Linked DNA regions of Mus musculus: all the other regions are linked to region 3. The links are chromatin contacts, called in public HiCAR-type and promoter capture Hi-C maps. All regions are on one chromosome and are shown on one strand. Each heading gives the region's core, a stretch centred on a gene start, on an enhancer-like site or on the middle of the called end of the contact. The rest is flanking DNA. Distances are from core to core; before and after follow the strand shown. Region 1 holds the start of Ipo11-lrrc70 (Ipo11-lrrc70 readthrough). Region 2 holds the start of 3830408C21Rik (RIKEN cDNA 3830408C21 gene). Region 3 holds the start of Adamts6 (a disintegrin-like and metallopeptidase (reprolysin type) with thrombospondin type 1 motif, 6).

Region 1 (2,700 bases), core at 5-2,504, 2.5 Mb after region 3:
ATGATCTTTACACGCTTCAGGAGGGAATAATTTACATTAATAGCTCACTGATAAATGCAAAAGGCTGTCATGATTCAAAAAGGTAACTTAAAGACAGTCTCAAGATTTGTAACAACATTTAATGTTACTTTTGTTAAGATATTACTTTCTAGATACAAAAAATGAAGAGAGATAAGACATTGAAAGTCTGAGATCTATGTCCTTAAATTTTTATTGTTCAATAAAAAGAATCTGGGAACAGAACAAGTATACCAACTATGTCTAGGACAGTGGTGAGTTCTCGGTAAGTGTAGACTTTTACACACCACCAATCAATGTCCTTAGAACAAAAGACACCCAGTTAGACCACAAATATAAACTATGAACATCTCATCACCCCTTAGGCGCTAAGCAATTTATACAACTGTTTAAAGATAGAAAATACAAATGGCTTAACTGAACAAAGCCTTTAAGATATTCATACGTGATAGTTACCCAAATAGAATTCTGGAAAAGAATTAAATAATCCAATTTCACTAACATGAAACATTATTCCCAAATCCAGAAAAACTGGACCTTTAGGAAAATTCTAAGGAATGTGAAAGGACTGGGGTAGTCTGTCTTCCATTTAGAGTTGGTAAGAATACAAATAACAATAATGATATTAAAAACAAACAAACGAACAAAAAAAAGAGCAGGTAGCAACCAGAAATAAACACAGGCAAGGAAGAGAAAATAAAAATCCACATGTAACCCAACCTAACTTCTTTTTCCACATCAGAACTGACTCCAAAGACAAAATTTTAAATTGTCAGAAAGGTCTTAAAACAAAAGTATCAAAATACTGAAACTTCAATAGTCCATTTAAAGTAGGATAAGCCAAAACCGCGTGTTAACACATATTATGGGTGACAGTATGAACTGCTAACACAGCTATGAAATCAATTCTTTAGCAAAGATAATTCAAACTCAACAAACTAAAATATGTTTGCTAAGATAAACTTTTAGAACCGACTCTGACACACATAACAAATGACGTGAGGATAACGATTTTTGGATACATGCCCCATAACCTATATGAAGCCTAACATCAAATAATAACTTAGGAAAATACGAACAGAAAAAGCAGGCTGTACTTTTCCACCAGGTTCTTTCGGCTAAACAACTGTACTTAAATAATCTTACCAAGGATACGGGACTCGTATCATCACGTGGCTTTAAGGCTTTGTTTTAACTCTGCAGAGCTCCGTTCTTTAACTCAGTTCCTCTGGGCACTGCTGACCGCCAGCACTCCACCGTTTTTTGAATTTTAAAGCCATGGCTATGCAGGAAACGCCACTCTTCACACTGGTTCCTCTACAGCCAATGTGTAAAACAGGGGTTGCCATGGATACAGGAAACTGAGAGACAGGAAGCAAGTTTATCTGTGCTTCAAAAGTATTGTTGAAAGGAAGTCTCAGGAAAGTATTTTTTTTTTCAGAACGCACTCAGTTTTCCTAATATATACACCTAAGTAATTCCTATAACTTGAAAGAGGATTTTAAAGCCAAATGTCTGAAAACTTGAGGTATTCAAAAATCTAAATAAGAAGTCTCTAGTTATCAACAACACATATTGTCTCTGTGTTTGTGTGTGCGTGCATGCCTGCACGCGTGCGTGAAGGTCAGAATTGACACCAGTGTCCCCCTCTGTTACCCTATAACTTGCTTGTTAAGCTAGGTTCTCACAATCTGAGCTCACAGACAGTTTCTCAGACAGTTGCTACTCCCCAGAGTTAGGACCACAGCTGGATTTTGAAGGTAGGTGTTGAGGATCGGAAGCCAAGTACATTACTGACAGACATTCCCCTGCTCAATATCACAGTCACTAAATCAAAAGCACACTGAAATAGGAGTATATAAAATAAAGTGATCTTTATAAAAACATTTGAGACAGAGTCTCATTATGTAATCATGGCCAGCCTGGAACCCTCTATACATAAAAGCCAGGTTTGCCTTGAACTCATAAGAGACCTGCCTGACTCTGCCTCCTGAGTCTGTAATTAAAGGCATGTACTACCACACCAAGAATTTTTAAGCGCATTGTCCTATTTATTTTCAAATACTTACTGAAGACTTATTGATTTTTAAAAGAACATAAAGTTAGTAAATAATTTAGGATGAACAAAATATTAACACAATATTCTAATATTTTGAATTTTTAAAAATATTTTTTGTTTAGAAAATACTGATTACTATCAATTAATTGAGGAAATTAAGGCCATGCCCTGGGTTGGAAAGTAACATAAACTCCCTTACCAAATTATTAACAGAGTTTATCCCTGGATAAAAAGTTAGGGAGAAGAGACTGGGGAGATGACTGGGTAGGTAAGATGCTTACTATGCAAGCATCAACACTTGAGCTCAGACCACCAGCACCCATGTCAAAAAAGCTGATGTGGTTCCATATACTCAGACCCCAGCATTGGGACGGCAGAGACAGGAGGGGATCCCGAGGTCTGCTGGACAGCATCCTACCTAAATCAGCAAGAGACTCTATCTTGAAAAAAAAGATGAACTCTGGTTTTCAAACACATGTGCAAATGTACACCACACACACACACCAATGTGTTTACATATGACACATGAGGGGGGGGAGGGAGGGAGGGGGGAGGGAGGGAATGAGTTGCGGAAGAGTAAAAGTAGATGTTCCTGAATTACTTTTTACTCTATATGAATGTCT
Region 2 (2,700 bases), core at 196-2,695, 2.7 Mb after region 3:
CCACAATTAAGTAAAAGGAATTGGGTACAAGTGAGATGCAGTCAAGAATCAATTCCTAACACTAGCATTTCATTCATCCCCTTCTACTCAGTTATTTCATTTACAATATGGATGATTTTCACTTTACACTTAGAAGTGATAAAAATATTTCCCCCCTACGAGGAACCTACAGCAACATCCATAAGCAGCCTATGGGTCTTTTTTTTTAAATGAATTAAACATGTCTCTTCCCCTCGCCTTACACTTCTCTCAGTTACCTCCCCAGGGTGTGAAAATATCAACATCCGGTCGCCCACCCTCTCAGGAGTGTCTCCCGTGGACTGCGTCCATCCTCTCTCCATCCTCTCCTTCCCTTTCAGTAGCATCACCTTGGTGAAGCGTACCGAGTATTTCTTTCCCGTTACTCCCCCACCCCTTTTCATGGCCGAGTGCAGCCTTCTCTGCACTTGGATCAGCAGAAGAAAGCAGCATGCTTGGGGGAGAACAGGCAAAGAGGCCTGACAACCGGATAGCACTTAACAACAACCGGATGGCTCCCCAATGGCCTCTGGCTGCCAGTCGGGTCTCTCGGTGCCGACATCCCCGATCTTCACGCTACCACCCTTTCCACGCCACCGAGGCAGAGACCGGTAAAAGGCAGAGTAGAGGCAGCGCGAGGCACGGGCAACCCTAACGGAGTCCCCTGGGGGGAGAGGACCGCGAACCCGGGAGCGGCTCCCGCCCTGCGGCCGGGGCCCCGCACTGCAGCGGCGCCCGGGCGGACCCCACGCCCGCCTCACCCGCACAACGCCGCACACAAAAGCGCCGGGCCGCCGCCTTCCCGCCCCCACAACCCGTAGAGCAATCAAAGGGGCAGCCGGCCCGACGCGGCCAGAGGCGCGGCTCACCATCGCTGCGCTTGATCTCCACGTAAATCCCGATCTGGATCTTGCCGAAGTTGGCCGTTGCCATCACCTCATCCGGAGCGGCGGCAGGCGGGCGAAACAGGCGGGGAGGGGGCGGGGTGGCGGCGGGAGGGGCAGCGGTGGCCCGCGTCCGCGCCGGTCCGGGAGGCAGCGTGGACGCGAGCGGGGCCGCGGCGAGAGCGGCGGCGGACGAGCGGGCTGAAGCCCCGGGCCTGCGGGCGGACGGGCGGACGGGCGGGCGGACGGGCGGGCGGGCGGGCGGGCGCGCACGCCGGGCGTCCGGGTGAAGCGAGGGCCGCAGCCGTGAGGCGGCGCGGGGGAAGAGTGGGAGGGCTCGCGCCGCCCGCCCCTACGGACGCTGGAGAGGCGGGGCGCCGCGCGCCTGCGCACACCCGGCGGCCCGCGGCTTCCTGCCGTGCGCCCGCGCGCTCGGGCTGCAGGCGGCCCCGCCCAGCTCGGCTGCGGCCTGGCGGCGGGCGGGGCTGAGCCGTCCGCGGGAACGGGAACGGGAACGGGAGCGCGCGCGGCCCGGCCGGGTACGAACCCGCGCCGGGTTTGATTCCGCACGCGGCGGCCTACGAGGCGCGGGAAACGACTCGCGACGTCCTTCCAGAGCTCCCGCTCCGCGTGCACGCTGCCGCAGGAACGGGTTGAGGGCCGAGTGGGATCGAGGCTTTCGGGGCGCGGGACTGAGGGGCACTGACCGATTAAAGAACTGGCTCAGTGCATTTCTGTGGCTGTCAGATCGCATGCCACTCCGGGGCAGCCGGTCCTTGAGGAACCTTATTAAGGCCGGGGCATGCCTGGTTCAGGCTTCCCATCAATTATGGAGGGTCGAAAGGGTGTCGTCCACCCTGAGTAGGAACGAAGACCTCCCCTTGCCCTTTACTTCCCAGCTCATTGCAATTCAAAGCGAAGCCCTCCTGGGCTACCAGCGGGCCTGTCCTGCTATCCTATTGCTTCAGTAGAGCTCAAGGCTTACTTGCCCTAGTCTCTAACTCCAGCAGCTATGACTCAAAATCAGAGCAGAGACTTGAAGAACGTTGAATAATGAGCCTCTTCTGCAGTCATGTGGCTGAGCTGACTACAGCAACATGGAGAGTGCCAAGCAGAGGGGGCCAGGTAGACAAGCGTGTAAACTGAAGTGTAACCTCCACCAGCTTTGTCGTAAATTCTTTGTAGAATGACTTACTACTCTCCTCAGTTACTCCCTGCCTGCCCATTCCTGCATCTTGGTTTCTTCATCTTCCCCCATGATCTAGGATAATATGATCTCTTCTCCTTCCCCCTGATTATTTAAATCTTCCTCTCACCTCCCTACATTTTTCACTTGTTATTTACTTTTTTTTTTTTTTTTTTTTAGATAGGGTGTCATTTGACCTAAGCTGGCCTTAACCATGCTATGTAGTGAGGATAATCTTGAATGCCTTACTGGTGTGAGCCATCACTTCTAGTTTATGTGGTACTGGGGATAGAATCCAGGACTTTGTACGTGATGAGAGCATTGTGGATGAGAATGGTTCATGTGCTTGAATACTTTGTCCCCATTGTTGGAACTGTTTGGGAAGGATTAGGAAATGTGCCCTTATTAGAGAAAGGGTTTCACTAGGATCAGGCGCTGAGGTTTCAAAAGACACCATTTAGAGTTAGCTTTCTAGACCTCTTACTTGTGCATCAAGAGGTGAGCGCTCAGGTGTTGAGGCCAGCATGCCTTTGTTCCACCATCATGGACTTCAAACCTAGGAAACCATAAGCACAGTGAAACACTTTTGTTTTGTCGGTTGTCTTGGTCATG
Region 3 (2,700 bases), core at 153-2,652:
AATGCAATACTCCCCACCCCCTTTTCCTTTTATAGGTCCACATAACCTGAAGTCGATAATCACATGGAAAATGTGCAGGTCTCAATTTCGTTTCCTTTTTATTCTTTTGGTGGTATTTTCACTTGTTGAAGTATATATTCAACACACAGGCGTTTTGTTCATGTCTTTAAGTCTTGAAATTTTGCTCTACTGATCTGACTCCTTACATGACAAAATTTATGAATAACTTTTAAATATTTACTGCAGAAATTAAAATAAAACAAACAAACAAAAGTCAGAGAATGACACCAAAAATTCTAACAGTGACATTAGTCTACCCACCCCATCCCCCACCCCCTACCCCGTGCCTTTCCTTTTTCCAAGAAACTGTAAATAACAAACCAGACAAGACTCCGCAAGAGGTTAGAGGAGGAGGAAATAGGCGGGGTGGGTTAGGGGAGAGAGGTTAGAGGGCCGGAGTTTCTCTCATTCACAGGGTGGAAAAGTTGACATTGTCTAAGCCCTTCTGAATGGCTGGTGGTTGGATACCCCGATTGTACCTCTACTTCCCCTCCCCCTCCACGTGACGACCCAGGACACATGCGCACCCGACGCAGCCGAGGCACATCTGCAGACTGACGTCAGTTTGTTCTGCCTCTGAGGAAAGCTGCCAAAATTTTCTTCTGCTGCAATTGAAGTTGGCTTGGGGCCGGCAGTGAGCTCGAGGGCTACTTCAACAAAACTTTTCCTGCCCTTCCTGCTCCTCTTGTCTTCTCTCTCCTGATACCTTTTGATGCTCTGCACATGTTATTTGCATAGCAAAGGCACTAAGCTGTCCAGGAAGAGAGGGCACCACTTCCACCCCTAATAAGCCTTTCCCCTCCTCTTTCTTTTTTCCTTTTTTTTTTTTTTTGAGGGGGGGTGGGTGGGGGGAGGGAGGGAGTTGGGGGTTGCAAAGCACTTCTCAGGTTGATAGCCTTGGATGTATTGAACGGATTTTTTTCTTTTCTTTTCTTTTTTTCTTTTCTTTTCTTTTTTTTTTTTTTTAACTGCCAAATCGGAAAGTCTGTTCTTTAAAACTCCAGTTAGCGAGACTATAGGGTTTTATTCTGGCTGCAGAATAACTGGCTGGTGTGGCTTTGCAAGGGGGGGCGGGCAGGCAAAAAGAAAAGACAGAAAAGAATACGTGAGTCGTCCAGTGCAATCTCTATTGTTTGAAATTTACTTTTTATCAGAATTTGAAGATGAAAACGGTAAGGAAGACTTCACAATATTCAATGAAACCTTAAAAAAAAAAACCCAACAACTTGTGCTTTGCTTATCTTCCGAAAAACGCTTAGATATTCTCTCTCTGTCTCTCTCTCCCTCTCCCTCTCCCTCTCTCCCCTTCTCTCCCTCTCTCTCTCTCCCTCCCCCTCTTCTCTCTCTCTCTCTCTCTCTCTCTCTCTCTCTCTCTCTCACTCTCTGTGTTGTGTCTGCGCGCGCGTGCGTGCTTTATGGCAAGAAGTGAGTTTCACTAAACTCACATTACAGATAGAAATCTTTTAAACTCTAGTCTACTCGTGGATGTAAAATTCCGGGGCTTACAGGTATTTTATAATGTGAAAATACGCGCTTATTGTATGAATTTGCATGTTGTGCGAAGTGGACTTGATTATGATCATCGTGGACTTTTAACTAATCACCAGATAGCGTGGAGAAGGTAATGATGATGTGTGTTTTTAATCGATTTCCAGACTTATGAAATTGCCTTCTGAGAATCCGTTTCATGTCAGTGTCTTTAGTATTCAGACAAGTGCATATTTCATGCCTGTGCTCTCAGGGTAGCAGTAGTGTGCTGGCTGAGCACCGATGCTCTAGGATATGTTAAGCTCTTAATAGGCTAATCAAAGAGATGAAAGCGTGTGGTTTTGATTTACTTTTGCCCACTTGGGCCATGCTAGACTCATAACTCTCTGGAGCCTTGTTTATCAGAGTATGTCTGTATATATGGTATATAAGACTGAAGTTCAGTGACTGGGGAGAGAGAACAAGAGTGCTGAAGGGAGTATTGGAAAATCTTTCTGATAATATATGCTATAATTCATGTTTTTGATAAGCTGTCCACTTGTATTAGGGGCAAAGAGAGCAAGCCAGAGTAAGAAAGCACACTGAGAGGGAACAAGAGAGTAAGTTTCTTACTCTTGTTTTTATTTGAGCTGCTGGTGCAACGCGTTTGGGCCAAATGCCAACTGTCTGGGTCACACGCGTTTTATCCAAATAGATTTAGCGCTGCTGTCTGGAAATGGGCTGCTGAATGTTAACTTTAGGATCAACTCAACCAGGGCAGCTCAGACTGTTACCCTCTGTCTGGATGAGGTGGAATGGGAAGGGGGGTTGTGTGTGGGAGGGTGTGCAGAGAAGAGGGGAGAAAAGGGAAACCAAACCATTGCTTGGAACTTTAAAAAAATACACTGAATATAATTTTCAATTTACTCTCTTGTGTTCAGAATTTTTGTACTATTTTTTCTTTCTTTTTCATTTCTTTTCTTAAGATTATTTTGATTAGACTGAACTATTTAGTGGTGAATTTGGAGCCCTTAAAATTCATGACAGGGAAAGAAAGGCAATGTAAAACTTAAAGGCGTCTTAGAAAATTAATTTTGAAGATGATTATTTTCCCCAAAGCAGCAGTGCAGCCTTGTTTATATTAACCTGATGCTTACATGTGAATAGTAGTGA

The links. HiCAR-type assays count read pairs that join an accessible place to other places. Capture Hi-C pulls out chosen DNA fragments and counts their contacts.
Region 1: a HiCAR-type map of astrocytes shows a contact between it and region 3, with 4 times the contacts expected there. The contact joins the promoter of Ipo11-lrrc70 here to the promoter of Adamts6 in region 3. A contact is called at or near these places in 2 of 39 promoter capture datasets (liver and pre-B cells) and 2 of 115 datasets of contacts at active chromatin or transcription factors (astrocytes and large pre-B cells).
Region 2: a promoter capture Hi-C map of liver shows a contact between it and region 3, with 4 times the contacts expected there. The contact joins the promoter of 3830408C21Rik here to the promoter of Adamts6 in region 3. A contact is called at or near these places in 2 of 115 datasets of contacts at active chromatin or transcription factors (astrocytes and large pre-B cells) and 2 of 9 other capture datasets (adipose tissue and liver).

Annotation. Positions count from the first base shown.
Region 1 is chr13:106,835,048-106,837,747 of GRCm38.p6, forward strand. It overlaps Ipo11-lrrc70 (Ipo11-lrrc70 readthrough), which reads right to left and starts at 1,255. Exons shown (of 4, transcript NR_165805.1): 1 at 1,165-1,255. All of the region lies in intron 27 of Ipo11 (importin 11), which reads right to left. Lrrc70 (leucine rich repeat containing 70) reads right to left here and starts at 1,255. Exons shown (of 2, transcript NM_001378597.1): 1 at 1,165-1,255.
Region 2 is chr13:107,021,125-107,023,824 of GRCm38.p6, forward strand. 3830408C21Rik (RIKEN cDNA 3830408C21 gene) reads left to right here and starts at 1,446. Exons shown (of 4, transcript NR_015471.1): 1 at 1,446-2,700. It overlaps Kif2a (kinesin family member 2A), which reads right to left and starts at 1,231. Exons shown (of 21, transcript NM_001374727.1): 1 at 888-1,231. The coding sequence starts at 951.
Region 3 is chr13:104,286,433-104,289,132 of GRCm38.p6, forward strand. Adamts6 (a disintegrin-like and metallopeptidase (reprolysin type) with thrombospondin type 1 motif, 6) reads left to right here and starts at 1,403. Exons shown (of 25, transcript NM_001081020.2): 1 at 1,403-1,568.